Regions from separate parts of the Lactuca sativa genome. Here region 2 is linked to region 1. Evidence: chromatin contacts called from public Hi-C data. All regions are on one chromosome and are shown on one strand. The core of a region is the stretch at or near the end of the contact, and the rest is flanking DNA. Distances in the headings are between cores, read along the strand shown. Region 1 holds the start of LOC111880008 (tyrosine-protein phosphatase DSP3). Region 2 holds the start of LOC111892801 (protein METHYLENE BLUE SENSITIVITY 1).

Region 1 (6,777 bases), core at 1,729-4,228:
GCGAACACATTTAACTAGTTAAATGGTCAAATGTGTACAAAAAAAGTTGCATAACTGTGAACGAAACGAAAAGTTATTTAACATGATAAGTCATTTTTTCCCACTTTTAATAGCGATTTTATTTTTCATATTTGTTTATATTATTTTTTTCAAACATTATTTTTAAAGTATCCATAATATCCTAAATATTAAACTAATATTGATCAACTTTAAACTTTACTTTTTAAATAATAAATATATTTTTGTTTTATGAAATACTTTTTATAGCCGCTTATGTATTTTTTTCCTTTTGTTTTTAAGCATATACAATACTTTTAAAGTAAATAGTATTTAACAATAAAAATAAATATATTAAATATGTAACAATAAATATGGAGGGTCGTTTAAAAAGATAAAAAGAAAATATTATGTAGAAAATACAAAATAAAATATTTATGTAATGTAAATGTCTTAAATTATTACAACTTTTTAATACTTTTTAATTAGAAGTTTATAAAGTATTAATTTTTCTAATATAACATTTTAAACTAGTATTTAACGAAATTATTTTTAAATATTATAAAAAACATATTAAATTATCATACAAAATCTGTGAAACACTTTAAAACTATTGCAAAAGAAAAGTTTAGAAATAAATACATGAAATTAAAAAAAAAATGTATGAAATTGTTACAGAAAAGTATGAAAATGTAAATAAAAAAAAGTTAAAAAATTTAATACCAATATAAAATATTTGGTTTAAAAGTATTTTTATTAAAATTATATGAAAATATATATATATATATATATATATATATATATATATATATATATATATATATATATAAAGTTAAACAAAATTTAAAACATTATATTAGAAAGACAAAATTGCAAAAATGGTCCCTGTGGTATGCATTTTTTTGGAGTTTTAGTCTAAACGGTGACTTTTTTGGTTTCGTAGTCCTTTTGGGCTACTTTCATTGTAGAATTGGTGTCTGATAATCTTGAAAAGACTAATTTGCCATTTTAATTTGTTTTTTCCATTTACTTAAATATTTTTTTTCTTTTATTTAATTATAAATGTTAAATCAAATCAAGAATGGGACCCACCTGCCTCTCTCTCTCTCTCTCTCTCTCTCTCTAAATCCAAACACCCTCCTTGTTGCTTCGTCGATAAGGGCCACCGAACCCCCTACCATGTATTTCGCTATCAGATCAGTCAAGAAGTGGCCGGAAAATAGCGCATCGTCACCGACTGTCTTCACCCTCCTTCTATCCACTCCGTCGACCAAATCACCAAAACACCCCCTTTTCCTTTCTTGGTTGTTGCTCGTCTATTACAGTAGCCCAAGCACCCTTTCTCGCCATCTTCTGAACCATCGACTACAACGATCGTCTCCGTCTTCCTCCCTTTGCAAATCATCGTCGGAGGACCGCTTCCTTCCACCCATTAACCACCACTGCTGCTGTTGAGACTCTTCGGTCCACCACCTGCTGCCGTCGTTGGTAAGCTCTCGTCGTCTCGGTCTCTTCAACTTCACCAGCGCAATTTTAGTTATGTGCTTCATTTCGTCGATTGAAGACAATTGATAACGAATCGCAAAATTGCCTCTTTCCTTTGAACTACAACTCACGATGGACTAATAGAAGGCGAACTGTTCAACATACAACTTCTGGTTCAAATTATGCTTTATTTTAGCTATACTTTGTTTAATTTGATTTTATAAACCTCCTGTGAATGCTTATGTGACAGTAGTGAAGAAGATGGCTTGTGATTTGTTTCACCAGTTAGGACAAAAAGAAGGTAGGCGGTGGTTACTAATTGAGAAGATAAAGTGAGCAATCAAGATCAAGATTGGGAGCGGGAAAGACGTTCGACAGCGGGGGAAAGACGTTCGCTTTCATCGATTTCATGCAGTACCGATTGAACTTTTGAAGACAATACTCAAAGAGTTTTTGTATGTGGGTACACTGATCGCAACCTCTCATCTCTTTCACCCTCAAGAACACACCAGTGGAGGTAGAGATGATGAGGGTCGGGTTACGAACAGATCTGAGCACTCTCTCTCTCTCTCTCTCTCTCTCCCTTCTTTTCTCTCTCTTTTACAGTGTTGAGTATTCATTACAATCACACACCCCAGACTTTCGATTTTCTAAGAACGAATAGAGAGAATGCATTTGCAGGTGAGGGAGAAAAACAAATGTTGGTGTGTGTTACGAGAGAGAGAGAGAGAGAGAGAGAGGTGGGTCTCATTCTTGATTTGATTTAACATTTATAATTAAATAAAAGAAAAAAATATTTAAGTAAATGGAAAAAACAAATTAAAAGGACAAAGTAGTCTTTTCAAGATTATCAGGGACCAATTTTACAAGGAAACTATCCCAAAAGGACTATGAAACCAAAAAAGTCACTGTTTGGGCTAAAATCTCAAAAAAAAAAATGCATACCACAGGGACATTTTTGCAATTTTGTCTATTAAAAAAACCTATAGAAAAAAAAAATATATATATATATATATATATATATATATATATATATATATATATATATATATATATATATATATATATATATATATATATAAGAAATTTTAAAAAATCTTAAAAAGTTTTTCAAAAAAATATTATAAGAAATTTATAAAAATAAATAGTGAAATATGTAAAAAAAAGAAAAAAAGTTTCCTAAACATAAAAAACTAAAAAATACTTACCAGACAAATTATTTTCCCTTTTATATTATATAAAATATTTTTGTAACGTGTGAACTTAAAAACCACGATACCACTGGATCACGATTCACGATCACCCCCTAAGTTTGATTTGTCAAAAAACATACCCAAAAGTTGCACACAGGACACAGCCTTTATAAAAATGGGCTGAATAGGCCCATGATAAGTGTTTTCTATATGGTAGATTTTAAATAAAAGGTCAAAAGAATCCTAACGAACGAAGTATTCAATGTTTCAACAAAAAGCGATAAAATAAAATTAAATTAAATTTAGATTCTAGATGAAATCTTTTCGGGAGTTGGGCAGCTGACGTCAATTCGAGTTTCCTTCCACCTTCCTTCAAATCTTTCCCACACCCACAAATACCCACATCACAAGACATGCATTCATCACCGATTTCTGTTTAGAGCAAGATTTTGAATTGTTTTCTCTCATGATCATGAAGCAAGCAGAAGATAGACATCTAGACGACGACGGCGCCGCCAATAACGGCGATGATCCTGCTGCTGGACTGTCCTACCATCCTCCGATCAATTTCGCCACCGTCGAAGATCGAATTTATAGATCTGGGTTTCCTCAGCCTAGTGATTTCCCGTTTCTTGATACATTGCAGCTTCGATCTGTCATGTGAGTCCCCAATTATCTTTTCTTCTTGTTAATAATCGATCCCATTGATGATCAATTTGATGCCCTCTTGCAGATATTTGTGCACCGAATCATACCCTAAAGAGAATTTGGAATTTCTTCATTCCCGCAATATTCGCCTCTTTCAGTTTGGAATTGATGGCACCAAGGTTATTCTTCCAACATTCTCTTTCTCTTAGGCTGCAATGGATATTGGGATCCCTTGATTTTGATGCGAGTTGTGTTAAATTTCAGAGAATTTGAATCATAGATTAAATAAAATTTGGGGATAAAAGGTGAATGATTCTGAATGTTTGAATTTCACACGAATACGCAATTCGTTTTCACGAAACAAAAGGGGTTCAATATTCTAAGAATTTGAGTTCGAATCATCATGAATTTGTACTTCATTATGTTTTCTGTCATTCGAATGATTGTAACACTGTCTAATTTCTTGAACGATCTATACATGCAGGATGCGAACATTCCCAAGAGTATCATCACGGAAGCCCTCAAAGTTTTAATTGGTAAATTTTCATGAACATTAGAACATTAACGTTTTACCATGAATGTTTGATTTATCATTTATTCCCCCTTTTTTTTCTACATCTTTTACTAAATCCTCGTGTTCTTATTGCAGACGTGAGAAACCATCCCATTTTGATCCATTGCAAACGAGGAAAAGTATGTCATAAATCCTCTCTTTCTCTATATACACGCATATTTATAGTTTATGCTAGGTTAAAAGCAATAAATAGTGATTTACTTTTTTGTATTTGTTGATTATAGCATTCTACTTTCATTTTGAAAAATCTACCTAATTATAAAACTATAATTAAAATCCTATAATCTAGCTGATTTTATCAAGTATAATGTCCTAATAAGAAAAATATTGATTCTTGAAATAAAATGTTTTAATAAGAAAAAAAATAATTGAAAGTAGGTTGCTATACTATCTAAATAAATGAAAAGTACATCCTACTTGGTGAGAATCCATAGGTGAGATCTAGATGGGACTCGACTCCAGTCCCATCTATCAGTATTTTGTCAGTCTTGTTAGAATAGCCCTGCAAAGCTTGTCCAGTCCAATCTATCTAGTATTTTGTCTGTATGTCTTGTCATGTGACATTTGACTTAGTTTTTTGTTATTGGTGGTATTTTCTTTCTATATATTTATGTATTTGTTTCCTAACATTTTTTTTCTTACATTTATGTGTCAATTTTAGCATCGAACGGGGTGTCTTGTTGGGTGCCTACGAAAGCTACAAAATTGGTGCTTATCTTCAATTTTTGAAGAATACAAGATTTATGCGGGTGAAAAATCGCGAGATGCGGATTTAAAATTTTTAGAAGCATATGATGTGTCATACCTAAGACAATGTCTTCATAGCATCATATATCAATATCATGGATACGGGTCTAAAAAGAGGCGTTTGCTTTACAAAGAAGATGTTCAACACAAGGCACGGATAAGTTCGGTTTAGGTTTTAATATTCGTGCGTTAATTCCTTTTTAGGACTTTGTTTTAGTGTTAGTTTGAAGATATATACTTTCATGAACGTGTTTTTTTAGTTGGTTTTATCGAGAGAATTCTTATAGTGTTCTTGAAGGTGTTTACGAGTCCCTTTTTTTGTTTTGGGAAAGGAAATATATGTGTATATGTGTAATTCGGGAAGATTAAAAGGACAAATTGCAAGAAATAGTAACGAATTATGAGTTTTTAAGAGTAGATTTTTTGTAAATCTTAAAATTGAAATTGCGTTGTTTACCCATTATATGAAATGGTACTTGGTGAACACGTTGTTGGTAAATGATTTTATTAATTTGATATTGATTGATGTTTCATATGTTGTTATTGAGGTTTTTGTAATTCACATAAATATTTATTTATTCCTAACTTGTATCCGAAAAAATCAAAACAAACCTTATCTAAAAGTCTTAAACTAAATTATAGATCTAAAATTCTTGAAAAATCACTTAAATTCAAGATCAATGTTATAAACGGGTATAATTATCTTTACAAAATGCTACGAAAATCAATTAAAGTAAATAATATTTTATGAATATAAAGTTAAAGTCGGTTACTTTTACTTAGCATCTTTTTAAAATAATATATTTTATAAAAAAATCATCGGTTGTTTATTTATGATGTTGATCTAAAAGATAGTTTTAAGGAGTAGCAAGTCAAATAATGATCTACTAGTATTCGTACGTAACTCCCACCATATACATACATACTTACATGAACTATTTCTAAAGTAATTTTGCAAGCAAAACAATTTTTAAGCCATTGTTGCATACTTGCATCGGACAAACGTTGCAGGGTTTCGGATCAAAAGTTAACTTCAATTGGGTTTAATAAACAATGTTGTAAAAATCGGCCTACCCGGCCGAGTACTCGGAATCGGCCCTCCATCGATGCGAGTTTTGTGAACTCAACAAAAAAACTCGGATTAAGTCAAACTCAGTAAAAAATCAGTCAACCTCGGTCAAAACTCGGCCAATATCTCTCAAACTCGGGCCTATTCGGTCAAACTCAGCCAACTCGGTCAAACTTGGTCAATGGGTCAAAATTGTCATAAAAAGAGAAAAAAAATCAAGAATTTCAAGATAATATGTCTAATACACTTAATGATTTATTATTTAACACACACATGTGATTATTATATATATACTAGGTATATCTTAGGTCCGTGCTAAGCACGACCCATGAACGATATTTTTGGTATTCTAGAAAAATTAAGATAACATGTGCATCCATGTTTTGTTAATTATCCCTGAATAAATTGTGGATACTTATCGTAATTAACTTTTCTATATTATGGTCATAATAATTATATGTTATATGCTTATGACTTGTCAAGTTGGTTGGTTACTCTGACAATTTTTTTCCTCTCCAAGTCTCATCTTATTGTCAAGTGTCACCCCTCTTGGGAATATTAATTAAGAAGAAAATCATTTGAAATTATAGCAAAACTCATAGAATAGATATTCCTTGAAATTATAGCAAAACTCATAAAAAAGATATTTCCAGTAGCAAATCATTTGAGGTTAAATCAAAACTCAAAAATAATTTTATTTTTTAATCTTTTTTATTTTTTAATTTTTTAATTTATTTTTTATAATAGTGTGGTGTGAATTATGTAGGTATACTATAGATGTAGAATTTCTTTCTAACCATCGGTGAAAAAAAATGATATTTATAAAATGTATTGTCTGCCTTTCTGGCTTCAACATCAACACCATGGACGTAAAAAGAACTTGAATCCTATTGTTTATTATTTATAGAGTTAGTAGGTGGTATGGAAATTCAAAGTTTTCAAAGTTTTCTAAAATCTCTATAACTCTCATTATTGTTTATTATTTATAGAGTTAGTAGGTGGTATGGAAATTCAAAGTTTTCTTACATTTTCTAAAATCACCCAAAATTCCTCATAAATCCAAA
Region 2 (6,777 bases), core at 1,341-3,840, 180 kb after region 1:
ACCAAAAGGGGTACTCATACCTATCACGCAGTGGGGTGATATGGTTGTGCGAGATGCAATGACTAAGGTGTTGTTTGTTTTGGAAGTGGTTAAATGTCTTTTGTCTTTTTCCAAGTTTGCGAAAGAAGACGTGCACTTGCGAAACGTCTATCCGCTAGAAGTGAAATGTGCTCAAAAAGTACTTATGTAGAAAAACAAACGAGGCCTGAGGGTCGCTTCAAAGAGATTAGACACCACATTCTGTCTCTTCTTCTTCTCTAGAACTCTAGTAGTTGCCCCATTTTTTATATATAATTTCTTTTAAAAACTTTATGAATACCAACATTTTCATTCATTTTTCAATCACAAAACCAACGCTCACAACTTTCATATTTATTTTATCATCATCATTGTCTACTTCATAGGATACGTTGTCATCTCATTACAAGAAACAACGTTTATCGGAAAATTATCGAAAAAAAAAAAAACAATGATGGATTATCAAGAACAAAAAGCTCAAAGTTCACGTTTTATAACAAGAAAGGGAAGAAGAAGGGAAGAGTACAATGAAAGGGGCCTAGGAAGATGTTCAACAACCATCTCCTTTCCGTCTAGAATGTAGTGTAGAAAAGCAAAGAATCTTTCCTGCTTCAGAGCTATTCAGAGCTAATAGGATAGGTATTCTATTTGAAATAAAGGGGCTGCCAAATACGGTGATGACTTGTGGCTAGGGGTGAAAGGCCAACCAAGATCGGATATAGCTGGTTTTCCGCGAAATCTATTTCAGTAGAACGTATGATGTCGATGACCCGAGGTAGAGCACTCAATGGGCTAGGGTGGCCCCATTTCGCCTTACCAACCCCAAGGAAACTCCGAATACAAGCCTAGATCGTTTCTACAAACAGACTTTTTGGGTGCTAAGATCCAAAGTCGAGAGGGACTTCAAAACACTTAGGATCATTTTTGTTTTTCTTTGAAGGATCTTCACACAGGGAAAGAGCTCCTAAGTGCTAAGTCCGGTCCCGACCTTACCAGCACCGGGGGTGTACTAATCAATGAACCCCCGAAACCTACTTTCTTTTCTGACAAAATCAACCAAGCCTAACCGGTCACGACATGTTGTTGATATTGATTGAGTTGCTGGGGTTTTCTTGGCCCTTTTGCTTTAGCCCTTTAAAGATAAATCGAGTTTATTAAGAAGCTAAAAATCAAGGATTTAAGGATTCGGAAGAAAATTTGGTGTGATGTATTTTGATGATTACTATGTTCTAGTTTTGTTTTCTAATTTTAATTATGTAGTTTTTATTTTCAAGTAAGAAAAACATTTTCATTTTTATTAATTTTGTGTTAATTAAGATTTCTTTTATTATTTTTTTAATTTAAATTATATCGTTTTAATTTAACAGTAAAAATAAATTAAGAAAAAATAAGAGGTGAACATTTTCCGAATTTGATCATAAGGAAGAGTGAACACAAAATTAGAAGGCGTCCGTACAAATGAAGAGGTGAGCTGCCATGACACCCCCTTCGCCGACAATGGCGAATATGTGAACAAAGAACAAATAGGGAAAAAGAGAAGCAATCGATTAAAGCAAGAGTTGAGTGGGTAATTTCACTTTCATCTTAATTAACCAATTCACAACCTGTTCATCAAATCTCCTAATTTTGATCCTAACAAACAAGAAAATCATTACGTTTATGGCAACTTTCACGTTTGTTAATTGGGAAATCGAATACCATAGAAAAGATTTAGAGGTGTAGAAATCAAGAACTCTGAACAAAAGTTTTATCTAATATCGCAACTTTGAACACATGATTCCTATTAGAAAGATGTTGAAGATATGAGATTAAACAAACAAGATCATCATAACTATCTACCTAACGAAAAATAATTAGCAATCCAAAGGATAGATAATAGATTTTAGGATCGAAATATATAAATAAGTATAAGAGCATAGCTTAGCTTTCAACAACACACCAACAGAAACCATCATCCATTTAAGGAACACGAGATTGAGAAATTAAACCTAAATCGAATCGGCAGAGGAGATTGACGATTCATCCGTGATAATCGATGAAGATCTTCACTTCTTGAGACTACCACGAACACCAGGGCGACCCTTGGATGTATCCGCGACGGGTGCGAGCACGGCATGGAGGTTAGTTATCTTTGATTCATCATACGGAAGCTTAGGGTGCTTCGATTCATGGTGGATCTGCATCGTTTTAACATCCGGTACAGTGATCTTGCAGAGAGGGCATTCGAACTTAGCGTGACCTCCCTTCTCCTGACCGGTCCGATCAGCAACTCCGGCCTTGCCGCCGCCTCTGTTGGTCGTGGCCGCGTCCACTTTCGCCTGGATTTCCTTCGCCGTATGCTTCTTCGGCTTCGCTTTTCCTGTCATTTTTGCTTGTTAGTTACCACGGACGCTAGGGTTTCGATCGACGACGATAGAAGAGAGGAAATGAGGAAAAGGGGAAGCGGATAAACACAAGAGAATAGATTGAAATGGGAACAAGTGATGAACCCTAATTGGTGGCCTTTAAATAATTAGAATAACAAAGCTTTTTTCTTTTTCTCTTCTTTTCCGGATGTGATAACAAATAGGATCGAGCTTGAGTTGTTGGATTCTGATTTGTGACCTCGTTTGAGAATACTATGGAAATTTATGTTAATGTTTAATGAAATAAAATTAACTATAAGAAAGATTGGATTTGATTTTTGATAAAACAAAAATATTAAAACATAAATCGAGGGGTTTGGAATCGTTTATTTAAAACTTTTTATGTTATTTAAAAATGCTTTATTAATTTACTAGTTTAGTTTTACTTTAGTTTATAATACGTATGAAGTATGGTTATAAAATTAATTAAATTTTTATGGTAGAAAATAAAAACAATTAATCAATTATTTTAAATAAATTTTTAATTAAAAGATAAATTTTTAATTTTATGAAATTATAATCGTTGATTTAAGTAAATACGTGATATTATAATTTGTATTAATGTTATTTTAATTTTTATTATAATGTTATTAATTTAATTTAATTAGAGTAAAAATTGTGAAATTTTAAAAGAAAAAATCAATAGGTTGACAAGTGACATTACGTTAATTATATGTCATAATAAGGTGTCACATAACCAAAAAAGAATAAACATATTCTTTTACTAGAACAGGAAGATTCGACATTTAAACAAAGTTTTAAATAAAAATATTTAGATTAGTTTATTACCGTTATAATATAACCGAACACCTAAGAATGTTTATTACGTGTTAAATTGGAATAAACTAATAATCACTTTAAATAAATAATTTCGGAATAAACTAATAAACATTTTAATCCCAAAAACACCCGTATTTGTTAAAAACCTGTGAAAATATGAGATCGATACTTTGTTTATCATATAAAGTTTTACCTAAAAAAATTTATTTTCCATTTTAAAACAGCTAGTTTATATCGTCAATTACAATTTCCAATACAATAACTATGAGAGAGAATTTCGTATATACTCTTATTAAACATCAAAATATCATATTTGCCCATCATTTTTTTAAATATCATATTTATCCTTAGTAAAATTTTAAAATATCAAATTTGCCCAAATCCTTATTTTTATCCTTTTAAACATATTTTATAATTATTTTAAATCTTTTTTTTTATCAATTGACTATTTTTCCCATTCTTTTTATTTTCTATTGAATTTATCAATTTTTGATTCATTATCCTCTTCGTTCTTATTTAGTTGAAGATTCGTTGAGAATTTGACATCGATGCTTGTTACCATTTTGAATATCGCAGGTAATGTATGTTGGTTCATGTTCATAATACAAGTTTCTAGTAGTAGCTCTAAACTCATTTCCTTACGGTATACATAACTATCTAAAGCTATATATGTAAGAAAGTCTATTATACCTTTATTTAGTTTCTTCAAATTTATTGTGTTTTCTTTTTTATCGTAAAGTTGAAGTTTGTTTTTATCTCAAAATACAGTAAGAAAAACATGCTACGAAGCTATATCTATTTTCATGTTTTTTCTCTTAAATTTCATAAATTCTTTCTAATTTTACGTATCTATTTTCATGTTTTGTTTCTTAAATTTCATAAATTCTTTCTAATTTTACGTAGTCGGGGTTTTTATGATTTGGAAGAAGCTATCATCATCGTATTAGGAACCCAATTTGGCAGCCTCAACTTATATTTGGAACCCAATTTGGCAGCCTTAACTTATTTGAGTTTAATTTGAAGAGGTTGCGATTCATTAAAGATTGGGGAAATTTATGGCACATCCAATTGGGGATTTGTTGGGAATACCACCGATCTATCAGGGTAGGCAAAAGGGTTTTAAGATTAAAGGGCATTATGATCCATTCACTTTTTATTTTAACTAGTAAACAAAGCACGGCTATGCCGTTTTTGGTGAAAATCGGAAAACTTTAAAAGATATGTGATAAAAGTGTAAATCACAAAGCAACCGTTTCCGTAATTTGTTATCAATAAATGGACCATTTCTATAATTATAAGGACCATTTATGTAAATATAATTTTAAAGTAGAGATTGCTTATGTAAATATTAAGATAGTAGCAATCCAAGGACCAAAAATGTCAACCTCCCAAACTTATTGTGGCCAAAACTACAAAACAAAGCAATTCAAGGATTAAAATTGTCAATTTCCCAAACTTGTTGTGGCCAAAACCTAAAACATGTAAAGTTTTGTGCTCAAAACCAAAAACATGGAAAATTACTGTTAATAAGCTCCTTCAGATTATATATATATATATATATATATATATATATATATATATATATATATATATATATATATATATATATATATATATATATATATATATATCATTGTTGTAAAAATCCCGACTAGGTCCCGATTAATCTCCAATTAATCCCTAGGCGCTACTCGACCGATTAGAGGGCGCCTAGCGATTAATCCCTACATACATAATGAGTGAAAGAATATAAACCGATGAAATTTTAACATTTTAAAGAAGTTTTATCTCAATGGAAGCTATTTGAGGCATGATTAGTGTTGTATTAATCGTATTAACCTATTTTGTCATGATATTAGTGGTATTTATGAACTTTGATATGATATTAGTCATATTTAATTTTTTAAAATTTAACAATTTAGCAATTAATGGTCCCCGATTAATCCTCCGATTAATCTCCGCCTAGTCGATTAATCGCTTAACCCCAGTCCACTGACTAGTTAACGTCAAGCGTTTTTTACAACCTTGATATATATATATATATATATATATATATATATATATATATATATATATATATATATATATATATATACACGGCGAATGCCCGCGCGTTGCACAGAAACACCTATATAGTTGAAGTTTTTACAAATATATTATTTTTTAAATATAACAATAACGTCGTTGTTAAATTTGATATAATAATTTGTATATATTAAATTGATATAATATATTGATTATTTTGAATTATATGATAATATATACATTTATTATAACTTCATAATCTCAATCGCTTGAATGACTTCACATGAATAAAATTAAATATAATATATGATTTGATGTTATTTATAGTTGTTTTTATTGTTAATTAATTTTTTAAAATTTATTTGCTTAATGTTTTAATTTTTATCATTATAATTATTTAAAACATCAAACATTGTTTTTTTTATTTTAAAGCTAACAATATAATCATTTATATATAGTTGTTTTTAACTATTGTTATTGTAAGTTAATTTAAGTTACTTATTTGGATACTTTTAACGATTATAAAAATATATTTAAGAAATATTTTAGTTAAATTGAGATTACAATTTAGTTTTTGTTTTTATCACTACAATTTATCACTTTTAACTATTTACAAAATATTCTTTAGTTCTTTTAAATGGAACTGAAATTTATATTTGAGTTGACATTGTAATGCACAGAAACACCTATATAGTTGAAGTCTTTACAAATATATATTTTTTAAAATATAACACTAACATTGTTGTTAAATTTGATATAATAATTCGTATATTAATTTGATATAGTATATTAATTATTTTGAATTATATGATAATATATAAATCTATTATAACGTCATAATCTCAATCGTTTGAATGACTTCTACTCGCGAGTTACACATTAAATATTATATATGGTTTAATATTATTTATCGTTGTTATTTTTAACTAATTTTTTAAAATTTATTTGCTTAATGTTTTAATTTCTATCATTATAATTATTTAAAACATCAAACATTATTTTTTGATTTTAAAGGTAACAATATAATCATTTATATAGAGTTATTTTTAACTATTGTTATTATAAGTTATTTTAAGCTACTTATTTGAAAATTTTTAACGATTATATAAATATATTTATGAAATATTTTAGTTAAACTGATATTACAATTTAGTTTTTGCATTTATCACTATAACTTATCACTTTTAACTATTTACAAAATATTATTTGGTTTTTTTAGTGGAACTAAAATTTATATTTAAGTTGACACTGTAATGTTATATTTAAATTAACAATTTAAGCATTTTGTTCAAATTGTTCAAAGATTGTAGCTTTAAATTAATAATGATTTAAATGCAACAACATTTTAAATCTAATAAATTAAGTATAATATGTTAAAATTTAAAGACATAACTTTATAAATAGAAGTAAAGATATTATTTTAAAATTGAAATTTAGTCTATTTATGATTACACTTTAGGTTTGATATTTATTTAACCTTATTAACTAACTTACAATCATTATTTGAAAGACACTACAATTTATCACTTTTAACTATTTATAAAATAAT

What was found. A called contact is a pair of places that touch in the nucleus more often than the background predicts.
Region 2: a contact with region 1 is called in a Hi-C map of leaf, with 6 times the contacts expected there. The contact joins the promoter of LOC111892801 here to the promoter of LOC111880008 in region 1. A contact is called at or near these places in 3 of 4 Hi-C or Micro-C datasets (leaf and seed).

Annotation. Positions count from the first base shown.
Region 1 is chr2:41,518,720-41,525,496 of Lsat_Salinas_v11, forward strand. It overlaps LOC111880008 (tyrosine-protein phosphatase DSP3), which reads left to right and starts at 2,979. Exons shown (of 5, transcript XM_023876426.3): 1 at 2,979-3,335; 2 at 3,409-3,502; 3 at 3,808-3,859; 4 at 3,973-4,016; 5 at 4,559-5,061. The coding sequence starts at 3,142. The coding sequence ends at 4,816.
Region 2 is chr2:41,702,291-41,709,067 of Lsat_Salinas_v11, forward strand. It overlaps LOC111892801 (protein METHYLENE BLUE SENSITIVITY 1), which reads right to left and starts at 2,591. Exons shown (of 1, transcript XM_023888843.2): 1 at 1,872-2,591. The coding sequence starts at 2,384. The coding sequence ends at 2,064.